2 separate regions of the Anas platyrhynchos genome follow, and region 2 is linked to region 1. The links are chromatin contacts, called in public Hi-C maps. All regions are on one chromosome and are shown on one strand. The core of a region is the stretch at or near the end of the contact, and the rest is flanking DNA. Distances in the headings are between cores, read along the strand shown. Region 1 holds the start of LOC110354299 (transcription factor HES-4). Region 2 overlaps LOC110354297 (vesicle-associated membrane protein 2).

Region 1 (5,806 bases), core at 1,377-3,876:
TCCGGTGAAGTGATCTCAGCTGCGACGTGAGACCCGAGAGGTAAGCTTGGTGTAAGAGGGGTTGTTGCTCATTGTCTTGTTTCTTTATTAATAGAAAGATAATTATTTTAGGAATGTAAGACAAGAAAGTTATATAATTAATATACACTAAAGAACATGAGAGGATTCTATACAATAATTTAGACGTATTAAATAAATACAAAATAATAGCAGCCTTCTACAATGCAGGCTACACATAGGTTTACTTCGGCTTGAAGTACCCTGGTCTTTAGTACACCTACAGGAACAGACTTGCTCCACAAGTGTTTTAAAGAAACATATCTATAAGATACATACATAAGTGTCTAAGGTTAGGATAAACATTTGAAAACACATTTTACCATGGTCTCCACATATCTAATGACCCCATACTAGGGTTATTATGGGAAAAATTCAGCTGCAGGACCTGTCTGGGAGGCACAGCATCGACCTGGCTGAAAACCGACAGCAAGGGCAGCTGGAATGAATTTTTGAAAGCCTGTTTGTTCTCCACTGGGTAGAAGTGCTCCTGAGATGGATTTGTGCTGGGAGTGTTCCCCTTAGGGCCCAGTGGGGTTTTTGGCGTCAAGAGAGGCTGCTGAGATGGGCTCGAAGATCTTAATGCTGCTTTGCAGGTGTCTTCACCAGACCTCGGTAAAGATTTCAGCAGGTGGTTTAACAGACGGGCCCCAAGTGTCTTGTCCATCCACTCGCAGGTGAGGAGAAGGTTGTGGACCTCGTGCATGCACTGAATGTATCCAGTGCTGTACCTCTGCTGAGCTTCAAGGCCCACTTTGGAATCAGCTGCATTGAACAGAAGGCAACTGGAGTTGGTAAGTGTGTAAAACCTGCACGTCCAACTTAAAAACATTTGATACGGTCCTGTCTGCATTGGCCCCTGTGGGGGCTTATTGCTGAAACCACACTGAGCTTCCAGCTGAAATCATTGCAGGGGGGCTGCAGCAGGTCAGGGCCCTGCTGCTCCCAGGGTGAGGCAAAAGCTCTGCAAATGGTGCAAGTCAGAGCAGTGGGGTCCAGGCTGGAGGGGGTACAGGGCTCAGGTGTCCTGCTGGAGTTTCCCACTGGAACAGGGATATCTCAGGGAGCTTCCCTGCCAGTCTATAGCTGCCTTTTGGGGCCCTTTTAAGACACTGGGAGACACTGAAAAATGTATTCTGTAAGGCCAAGATACTGGCTCCTGGAGTAGAGTAGGTAGATTGCTTCCTGCCCCGTTTTCAGCCTGATTTAAATCGCTTGGGCTTTATGATATGTTAGTGCTTTGCAAGGTTCAGGGGGAGGTGGTGCGGAGAATGAGCTGCCTGGCCAGGCCGCCCCAGCATCCTGCTGCCCACCAGCAAGCAGAGCCAAAAAAGAACAAAAGGAGAAACCGGCACTGGAAGAAAAAGCTTCCGTGGGTTACCAAGTGTTCAGCTCCATCTCCCCATCTAGTGGTGAAAGCCAAGCCCAGACCTCAACTCGGGCCTCAACAGGTTTGAAGGAGGCTTTTGCCAAGCTGCCAGCTAAAGGCTTGGAGCTGTGCTCTCCTGACACCCCCAGGGCTGCCCTGAGCATCAGGGGCTGTAGGGAAGGTGCACTTACCCATCAACTTGCTGTTTTGGATGTTCTGAAGGTGTTTGACTGTCATTTCGAGGATGTCTGCTTTTTCGAGTTTAGACTGCTAATAAAGAGAGAGTTCAGCAGCTGAGAGGCCACGATGTATTTGTGCAATGCCAAGTTTCCCAGAAGACAAAGCCCCCTGCCTGTCCCCCCAAAAGCCAAACAATCCCCATCAGCAGGACAAAATCTGTGTAAAAGTGAGCACTTACATCCAGGTGAAACGCACCCACAACGGTCTCTTTCAGTTGGTCCAAGCAGTTATTGATCCTTTCCCTTCGCTTCCGCTCAATGAGAGGCTTCCTTAGCTGGCAAGGAAGAGAAAAGGAGGAGGAGGAAGAATTGCAGATGATTTCTTTTTCACCTCTCTGCTGCAGTGGAGCGAGGGCCTAACAGGGCTGTGTGGGCTTCCCTGGAGCCAGGAAGGTCAAATCTCTGCGCGAAACCAGCGCGCAGCGATGCGGCACTCGGCAAGTTACAGATGGGGAGCTCTGGTCTCTAGCTCTGGTAAGGGCCTGTCCTTTGGGCCGTGCTAGGTCTGAATTCTCTTACTTACACTCCTATTAACCACAGCTTACCCAACTGAAACCAAAAGACAGAAACCTTTCTAAGGCAGAGAAAGGAAGCAGAAGAAAAACACCAACACCCACGTGGGTTAAATTCAGAGAAAGCATCTGTATAATAAGAGGATGCAAATGTTGTGTTTCTCTTTCCTAGAAGTCCGTAGCCCCCATCGTTCACCTGCCGAGTTCCAGCGTCCATCCGCGCGTGGGCTTCCCCTGGGACCTACCTTCCTTTCCTCCTTGGTGCTGGAGAGCTTGTGCACGCCGCCGGCTGTGGCTGCGGCAGTCATTGTAATCCAGCCTGGCCGCCCTGGCACGCTGTGAGGACAGGGACGTGGAGGAGGCACTCGGGCAGTAGGTCGCTCCCTGTCCCTACAGGCTCTCTGCCTCTCCTCTGCTCCTCTGCTGTATTTATAACCCAGAATTAGCATGTGAAAGGGGCCTTGCCTTGGCGGGACTTCTTTTCCCACACGAGGGGTCGAGCCCAGAGGTTTGTGGCCATCAATCAAAGCTGACAGGTCACTGCATCTTTTCAATGACCACGCCGGCCCCCCCAAACGGCGACAGATGTCCAGCCTCCAAAGCTTTGCTTTGTAGGGATCTTTTGTTAAGGAAGGAGGGAAGCAAAATGGGCGCGCTCTGAGCAGCTTGCGTGGCTCCTTGCTCAATTTGCACAGATTCCCAGGGAGGAAAACAATAGCTGGGAACCAGTCGAGTTACACCTGGGAAAATGCCTCCCATGGGTCTTTCTTTTCCCTGCATCTCCTTGAGCCAGTGCTGCTTTTTACCTGCTAACCTGAGCCTCAATCACTTTAAATCTTTGAAGCAGCCTCTTAATTTAATAATAGAGTGCTTGATCGACCAGTTCCTGCTCCTGGGAGTTGTTATTGCAAGGCAACGACGATCGATTAAAAACTGTTGACAGCAGACAGCTACAGAAACATTGTATTCATCAAAAAATCCTCTAGGGAAAGCACTTCATTTGCCTCTTGAGAACCCAAATTCTCTGCTGTACGCAGCTAGATGTAAGAAATACGAAGCTCTTCTAATTTTTGACTGCCGTGTAGTATTTAATATTAAACTTACAGACAATTGCACATGCAAGCAAACCTAGAGGTGAGTTCGGTCCTGCTAATTCTGTGGGACTTTTACTTGTTTGCTTTTTTCCCCCTTTCATGCTGCCAGGAGTCTGGGGTGCTTTGGGGGGGAGGGTGTTTTTGTTTGTTTCTAATCCTCTGAAATGCTAGTGCGGAAGCACATGGGCCTTCAAAGCAGACTTGGCACAGGATGAGAATGTGCCTTTATGCTTCCTCACTTCTGTCTGGTTTTGAGGGGGAGTATGAAGGCATCTTTCATGACTGTGCTTTTGCTTTCTGACAGTTGCTTTGCTAATGAGCAGGATCTGGCAGTGTCCTGTTGAGTCACGGAGGTGAAGCCCTTTAGGGTGGTGTTGAATGTGCCACCTTATTTAAATGGACAGGAAGAAGCTCGAGTGGTTCAGAAGCACCAAAAGCCACCACGAGCTGCTCTTGGGATTTCCCATCGCCCGGCACAGCGCTGCAGCTGCAGAGCCCTCACTCCACCCCTTCAACCGTAGGTGGTGATGTACCCCAGGAATAAAAGCAAGGACATCACGTCCCTTGCTTAAACACTGTGTGGGTGTATGTTTGTATGTGTGTGAATGCAAACATAACTGCAGTGTGTCTGCACGCACTGCTGCCTGGGCTCCTGATGAAAACATGTCCCCAGACGTGGTATCTTGCAGGCAGGGGTTGTTAGTCAAATGCAGGCACTGGGTGCAGTTGCTTGGTTTTATAAGTGCCCTACTTGGCAAGGGTGCACGAGGGAGAGCCTGAGATGGGATGGAGTTTGTTTCTCAGGGAGAGGAGGACATGGGAGGGGACAGTTTGTCCTTCGTGCCAAGTGATGGTGATGCAGCACAGGAGCAGGGATGGGCGCCTTATATCAGATCTGTCCGCTCCACAGAAAACTGGAGGATTTTCCACTCTCCAGAGACTGGCAAGGAGGGTTGGGAGTGCGAAGTTGTGGGCTGTGTGTCCCCTCATAGCCATTCTCAAACCTCCCCCCTCTGCCTGGGGCCCCCTTCTGCCCCAGCCCCAATGCTGGTGACCTGCCTTCATGGAATGGCTGGGGCTGGCAGCGACTTTAAAGATGCATCTGGCTCCTCAGGGCTGTTTTGCAAGGGGCTGCACTGGTGCGTTGAAACAAGCACAGGCTGTGTGTGTTTGAGGGGAGGTGCTGGGGACGGCGGGGAGCAGCTTGATGGCCCCCGGTGCCCAGCCCCAGAGCCCCAGCTGAGCCCCAAGACTCTGGGGATCCCCTTGCTTGCAGAGCGCTCACTGCCCTGCCGGCCTCTGCTCTTGGTGAGCTCATTTCAAGGTTCATTTGTAAGACAGCATTTCACTGAAAAAGAAGAGCAGCTTTTGCTGTAAACGGTTATTTTACACCTCTCATTCAGAGCAAAACCCTTTATTTTCAAAGCAAAGGGGGTGCACAGGCGGGAGAGCTGCCCTGCCTTTCAGGGGGAAGCACGACATCTGTGCTCGGGATTGTATGGACCAAACAGGCAAATGCAAATGAGCACAGAGCATTAAAGGAAGCTTTTTGCAAATTCCTGCTTTACTTTTGCATTGCGCACTGCCAGGTTTCACTGAAAAGGGGATTCTCCTTAGTAAACAAAGCCTCCCTTTTTTCCCGAGCTTTCCAAAAAAAGGGAAGAGAAAGGGCTCGGTGCTGCTTGGAGTTTTCTTTTTTGCTATTTGTCTACATTTCACACCCTGGAGAAAGAAAACAACTTTTAACATCTGTTCCTGCACTTTTTAAGATGGAAATAAAGGCTCTTGAAAATGGGGAAAGTGTGGCAGATGTTGGCAGATTCCCTTCAACGCAGATGTCTTGCTCTGAAAAAAGTTTCTTTAGGAATTTGTGGCCACGGCTCCTCTTTGACTTGGGACACGCGACTGCCTAGCGACTGAAGGGACGTGGGAAAGCTCTATAGGACAAAAGAGCTTATTCAAACAAACCTGAGAGCCGTGAACAATCTAATAACCAGCAGAGAAATGGTCAGCGGCCTCCAGCCCTGCCAGGGAGGAGTGGCAGCCCTTGCCTGGTGCTGGCGGGGCTGGGGGCAGCTGATGGCCGCTGGAAGGGGCCTCCTGCTTTCGGTGCCTCTAATTGCAAGGCAAATTTCCCCTCGCAGCCTCCGCGTGAAGCTGTGTGCAGCTGCAGGGGTGGTGCCACCAAGGTCTCTTCCCATCAGGTGTCATCCGTGTCCCGCAGATGACCTGCTGTTGCTCCTCATGCTCTGCGTGCTGAGGCCTGGCTCCGTAGGAAGCCGTTCCTGGGCAGGAGGACATCACACAGGCCTGGAGCAGCCCTTACTGAAGAGGGGCCGGTGTGAGAGCCATAGGGGTGTGCTGTGGGGCCACCATGCTGTGGGTGGGAGGCCGACGCACCAGGAGAGGGTGTCTCTGGCCTGTGGGGTGGCGGCGACATCTCGTCATTTCCAGCCCCTAGGGGTTTCTCAGGGGCAGCGTGGGGCTGCTTGGTGCTCCCCTTCCGCAGCCTTTCCACGTCCTGGTGGCCAAAGA
Region 2 (5,806 bases), core at 843-3,342, 120 kb before region 1:
GCTCCTGTATTAGATTTTGCGTAATTGACTAAGATGTGGTTGTTAATTACAAGCTTGCTGTACCTTAGCATAAAGATTGTCATCTCTCTCTGGTAGTTAGAGTAGCTACATGTAGCCGGATCGTAAAGGCAGCTGTAAAAGCAACCATTGCTGATACCATTCCTTGCTTGTGCAGGGAGCAGAGCAACCCCAGGAAAAATAGGTTAAACTAAATGAGATGGCAGCAAGGAGCTGGGAGAAAACAAACTGGGAACTGTCTACTTTATGCCAAATCATTTTAAGGACAGCCAGGGAAACACACACACAAAAAAAGATGAAAATTGGTCTCCGGGATGCTGGCAGTATGTAACAGAGGTCCTCTCTTGTGCTAACATTTGTAGTAGTGAGAAATATGACACAGTGCTTCCCCAGAAAAATACCTGCTTATGTTGACTGGGGAAAAGCCTGTCTATTTCTTTGACAGCAAAGAAATTTCACAATTTCAACTTTAGATCAGTTGTTCTGATCTGAATAGTTCTAGGAATTGCTTTTGAAGTTACTAATGCTCCAGATGTGATCTTGTTTGGCGTTATTTGGGCTCGTATACGTTATGGTCAGATTTTGATCCTTTGTTATGACCATATAAACTCAGAATAAATTCTGCTGAGATCCCGGCCCACGGTCCTTCAGTGATGTCATTCTGTTGCAGGTGGCAACAGCATCTGGTCTTTTATGTTTTTAATAGGGGCAGTGAAGTCCTCAAGGCGTAAGCAATTTCTGTACAGCTCAAATTCTTTTCTTTCAACTACAGCTTGGCAATGCCATTCTCACCTGCAGCTTAAAAAAGAAATGTGAGATGCAGCAGTGCTCCAGGTCTGCTAACAGCAGCTTCATCGCTGGGAGTCGGTGTGAGGGTCCCAGTTATCTGTAGGGATCTCAGCCCACAGGCAGTGCTGTCAAACTGAATTTTGCAGCTTTAGGTACCTCTAGGGAACAAACTTTAGGTGCCTCTAGGCACTTTGACTGTGTCTTAATGGGGCCATAATTCCAGCAGCATTAATCAGACCCCAGGGTGTAAAAGAGAATGATTCATAGAGAAACACTGTGTTCTCTCGGTCTGTCGATGTGGGAAGGCATTGGTAATGCAGGAGTGGGATTTCTGATATTTTTCAGTCCACATGCTTAAGGGATTTCCTCTGCAGCTCCAGGAAGGGTTTTATTTCCCTGCAGGAAGAGGTGGCAGGGGTCCCTTGAAAGGAAAGGGAAGGTTTCACATGCTGGAAGTGAGGGTGTGAAGAAGGACAGGCTGAGGCTGACGGACCCTGTTCAGGCCAGCAAGGTGACGTGCCTGCACAAGCTCGTGCACTGGCATAGACCTGATCCCCTGTTGCATTTCGAGGGGCTTTCACTCTGTCTTCTGTTATTTTAAAGCAAGCCTGGGGGAAACTGATGTTGATGCTTAAGAGTGGAGCTGATGCTTAAATCAGGGCTCTGCTCAAAGCATTGCTGCAAATATTCATCTGGGGTCCATGGCAGGTGTTGAAGCCTGGCCAGCTGCTCAGAGGGGGCATTTGATGGCCATCAGTGGGGTGTTTAAACATTGCTGAGTGCCTGAGATGACTAACCCCATGCAGTGTGGTTCTTGCCCCCACTTCCTCCTCCGTTTCTCTCTCTTCTCCTTTGTTTATCTTTACTTGGTTAGGTTCCAGCCCGACATCAAGGAGCAGGGGAGCCCGTCTTTCAGCATGCTGAAGAGGAAGACAGGCTTGCAGCCCTTGCTCCCATAATATTAACACAAAATACCTGGACTAAAGTCTGTTTTCTTAGTGGGATATAAGCTCTGCCCTGCTAGCCAGGCCCGTGATCAGATTGGTCCTTGGACTAACTTAGGGTAGATGATCAGAACTGCTTGTTTTTTAAAGAGGCAGCAAGGGAGGGGAGGAGTTTGATATGGACCCAACAAGAAATAGCATGCAAACTAATTGCAGAGTAGGATGGAGTGGGACATCAGGGCTGTGATCCAGGAATGGAGGGCTGTCAGACAATGGACAACTCCTTTTAAAGGAGATATGAACCTTTGACTTGCTCCAGAAGAGAGTAGTGAACAGGTGAAGATGGATTCAGTCACTTTTTATGTTCTCTCTTTTGGATCTAGGTCTGCTCCAGCTCCTCCTACCCAAGGTGCCACCAGTGCTGGGGCTGTAGGGCCACCTCCTGCCAATGTGGCAAGCAGCAAACGGCTGCAGCAGACACAAGCCCGGGTGGATGAGGTAAGTCGCTCTGCGTGATTTGTTGCTCACAACAAATGGTTGGTGTTGTGATTTCTGTTTCTTTAAGATGCTTGCCTCACTAGCGATCCTGCTTGTCTGAAGATGGTGGGTCTAGGAAATGAGGTTTTCCAAAGGATGGCATTTCTGAGGAGGCAGACAGTGCAGGAGGTATTCTGAGTGTGAACGTTCTTGTACTGGTAACACTTCCGCAGCATGAATATGGACATCGGTGCTGATTCAGGAATTCATCACAGATAGTCACATTAGGAGGAGATGTCATAGTGAATCAGCTCTTTTAACGTGTTCCTGCATTCCTAAATTTTGGATACTAATCTCACCGGCTGTTTTATAGAGACAAACCTCTGGCCTCCTGTAGATAACATGCAAGCTATGAGTGCTGTACAGGTGAGGGCTGTGTTTATTAGTCAGAGCTGTAACGATTAATCATCAGAATCTATCCCCAAAGAAAGGCACCCACACATGACATCACAACAACATCTTTAACAAGTCCTCACTCCTTCTGAATGGTCCTGGAGGAACATGTGCCTGTTCCAGCATGGATTCTTAAATTCTTGTGGTATACAGAAAATCCCTGACACCTTGGCTGTAATGCCAGCATCCACCTAACTGCCGTGGTAATGGGAGAGACCGAGCATACTGCTGCTCATGGGTGTACCCTGAGTGTAACAGGGGTACAGCAGCAGCTGTAGCATCCTTGCACACTTACTGTGCACATTTGTGTGCTGGTTACTTAGTACAGAGTTTTGCTAAACCCCTACAAAGACTTAAGTACTTAATTACTGCCCACGTGGAAATGGCCAGGGCCTGTGTGATTCTTTTATTCAAAGTCAGTAAAATAAAAGATAGAAAATAGCTGTTTACCAGCAAAAAGGCCACTTTTCAAAAGCTTTAGGTATACTGTAAAAGACCTCACAACATCCAACTCAAATGCCTTTCTTAAGATGAATTAAATACATCTGTCAGATTGAGGTTTGTCTCTTTGAGAACTTTTCTTTGCTGAAACCTGAACCAGGGTCTTTCTGGCCTCTCTTTTGCTGATGCTTTGAGCTGATCACAAGAACATTCTCTGACTGCAGAAATATCTAGGCCTGGTTCTTTCATTATCACTGATTTTCACATCACTGTAACTTCATTGATGTTAATGGAGTGTCTCTTGCAGCAGGGAAAGGAGCATTACACTTCAGCTTCTGTCTTGGGTCAGAATAATGAAATAAACTTCTGGTACTGAACGTATTACTTCATAATGGTGCTGTAATTGTTTATGTGAGCTACAGTAAAAGTATTTGTCCCTAAAAAATGAAAAATAATTGCTCATCATTACTTAAAAGGAGTAATGCAGGTCAGACATATAGGGCTCTTCAAGCACATCAAAGGAGATGGCTCCAGTGAGCCCCCACTTTCTGTCTGAGATATTCCACAGTCTGGTAATTCTCGCTGAAGCCCATGCAAGTTCTTGTGAAGCATAATGGAGTCATTTTGTCAGGAACTCTCACCCAGTAGGAGAGGAGAATGTGTAGCTCTTGGACTTGAGGATTATGCAGGTGGTAATTAGCATCCACATTTTCTTCAGCTTCAGTTTGAGAGGGAGGTGGAGGTTGGTATGGGGTAGTTTTGAGTGGCTATCGCATGTCCAGCAGATATTGCTTAATAGGGAATGGACAATTAATCATTAAATCACAGCATGTGACTAGCCAAGGGAGACAAACACTACTGGTCTTTCAGTCCTGTGAAGGCCCTGGGGCTTACAGCACAGAAGGCTCTGTCTGATCTGTTGAGCGTTCCTCTGATCGTCCCTACTAGATCTTTCCTGGTCGTTTTTCTTTCATGTCTTGTGGGAAAGCCATCTGTAGGTGGCAGCAAACACCAGGGCAGAGCACCACATTGCTCCGGCTACTCTTCTGCTCCAGCTGCTGTGGTGCACAGCACTTCAGATCCCAAAGCAAAACTCAAAGCTCATGATTTTGCTTAAAAGCAAATTTTTGGCATTATTAAAATGATTTGCAGTCCTCTGAATTCCGCATTCCAGCTGTATTTTGCTGAGTTTTCCCCTGTAATTTCTCTAGGCATCCTAGAGCTTATTTTCTAAGGCTTGCTTTTAGGCTAGACAAACATTTACTTATTTGACAAAAATGCAGTCTTGGATGAACAAATGTTCACAGCATTCATGTTAAATTCAATAAATAGTTCTGGCCAAAAAAGGAGAGAAGTGGTAGGAAATTTTTACAGTATTTTGTTTCAGCATTTTCAAATAGTTCAAAATTTTTACTATGATACATTGTACGAAGACAAAACTTAACTAAATACCAGCTGAGATTTATTTATTTATTTTTAATCTGATATGAAATTAAATGCCTAGAAGGTTTTGGTTTGAAAAAGTAATGAAGAAAATTTCAGTTGACCAAAACGTTTTATTTTATTTTAAGTTTGGTGGATAAAGGAAACAAATCTGAGACTGGTGTACCATCTAACGTTTCTGTTACAATTTATGAGTTTGTACAGGATTTCTCATTAGGATTATTGGCTTTCTGAAAGAGGCTCTTTCTCCAGCACAGTGTATAAAATATATGCATGAATAGGCCATACCTTCTGTGTACTGGATGTGCATGTTTTTTTCCATTGATGGGACGTGAGTTCCCTGTTACCCTTCAGGTTGAATTTTGTCTCGTCTGAGGAAAAACATCCCTCTCTCAGAATGACCAGATTTCTTGGTCAGGAAATACATATTGTTCTTCTTAGAATGGCCTTTACCTAGTCAACTTCTCTAGTTCAGATAAGGAAATCATATTAAATGCATAAGGAAAATAATGGCTTGTGTTTAGTGATGACTGGACAATTTTCAACCAAACTGTAGTAGAGGTACTGGTCTCTATCAGTTTTTATGTACTTATAGTGAAACAGTTATTTGCATGCTAAAGGAAATCAAAAGCTTTAATTAAACTAATTACTGTGTTTCATAATTTATTTTTTTTTAACCTTTAAGGCCATCTGGGCACAGTTTAGCTGGGTTTATCTTGTTCTCAGTGTGTCTGTTTTCATAGCATGGTGTTAGAGCTCTGTCCAAGTGCTTGCCATCACATGGCAAAATGGCAAAAGACGGGTTTCACTATGATATAATTCAGAGTGTGAATGTATGGGTGACCTTTGGCTTTTCTAACATGGGGCTATACCTTTGCAGGTGGTCGATATCATGAGAATGAACGTGGACAAGGTGCTAGAAAGAGACCAGAAGCTGTCAGAGCTTGACAACCGGGCAGATGCATTGCAAGCAGGTGCCTCACAGTTTGAAACCAGTGCAGCAAAACTGAAGAGAAAATATTGGTGGAAAAATTGCAAGGTAAGGAGTACAAAGATCTGTTAAGAATAGCTTCATGGCAGGCATCATGTATTGGGACTTTGATTCTAGAATGGGATCTCTAAATGGTCTCTTCTTGTCAAGGAGAGAGGATGCCTTGACCTCCAGAATCCAAATAATATGCCAAACAACTTTGATCTTTACCAGATCTATTCTTTAGATCATTTCTGCAGTATTTACAATC

Evidence for each region. A called contact is a pair of places that touch in the nucleus more often than the background predicts.
Region 2: a contact with region 1 is called in a Hi-C map of subcutaneous adipose tissue, with 3 times the contacts expected there. The contact joins the enhancer-like site here to the promoter of LOC110354299 in region 1. A contact is called at or near these places in 3 of 8 Hi-C or Micro-C datasets (F1 follicle, liver and subcutaneous adipose tissue).

What each region holds. Positions count from the first base shown.
Region 1 is chr9:18,490,207-18,496,012 of IASCAAS_PekinDuck_T2T, reverse strand. It overlaps LOC110354299 (transcription factor HES-4), which reads right to left and starts at 2,626. Exons shown (of 4, transcript XM_072042292.1): 1 at 2,423-2,626; 2 at 1,845-1,940; 3 at 1,618-1,693; 4 at 40-822. The coding sequence starts at 2,626. The coding sequence ends at 377.
Region 2 is chr9:18,610,562-18,616,367 of IASCAAS_PekinDuck_T2T, reverse strand. It overlaps LOC110354297 (vesicle-associated membrane protein 2), which reads left to right. Exons shown (of 5, transcript XM_038183750.2): 2 at 2,135-2,249; 3 at 5,446-5,604. Among named protein-coding and RNA genes, the nearest start is that of PER2, 28 kb to the right of the region's middle. Within about 2 kb of position 2,092, at least 1 of the 8 cell types and tissues checked has an H3K27ac peak or open chromatin away from gene starts, as enhancers often do.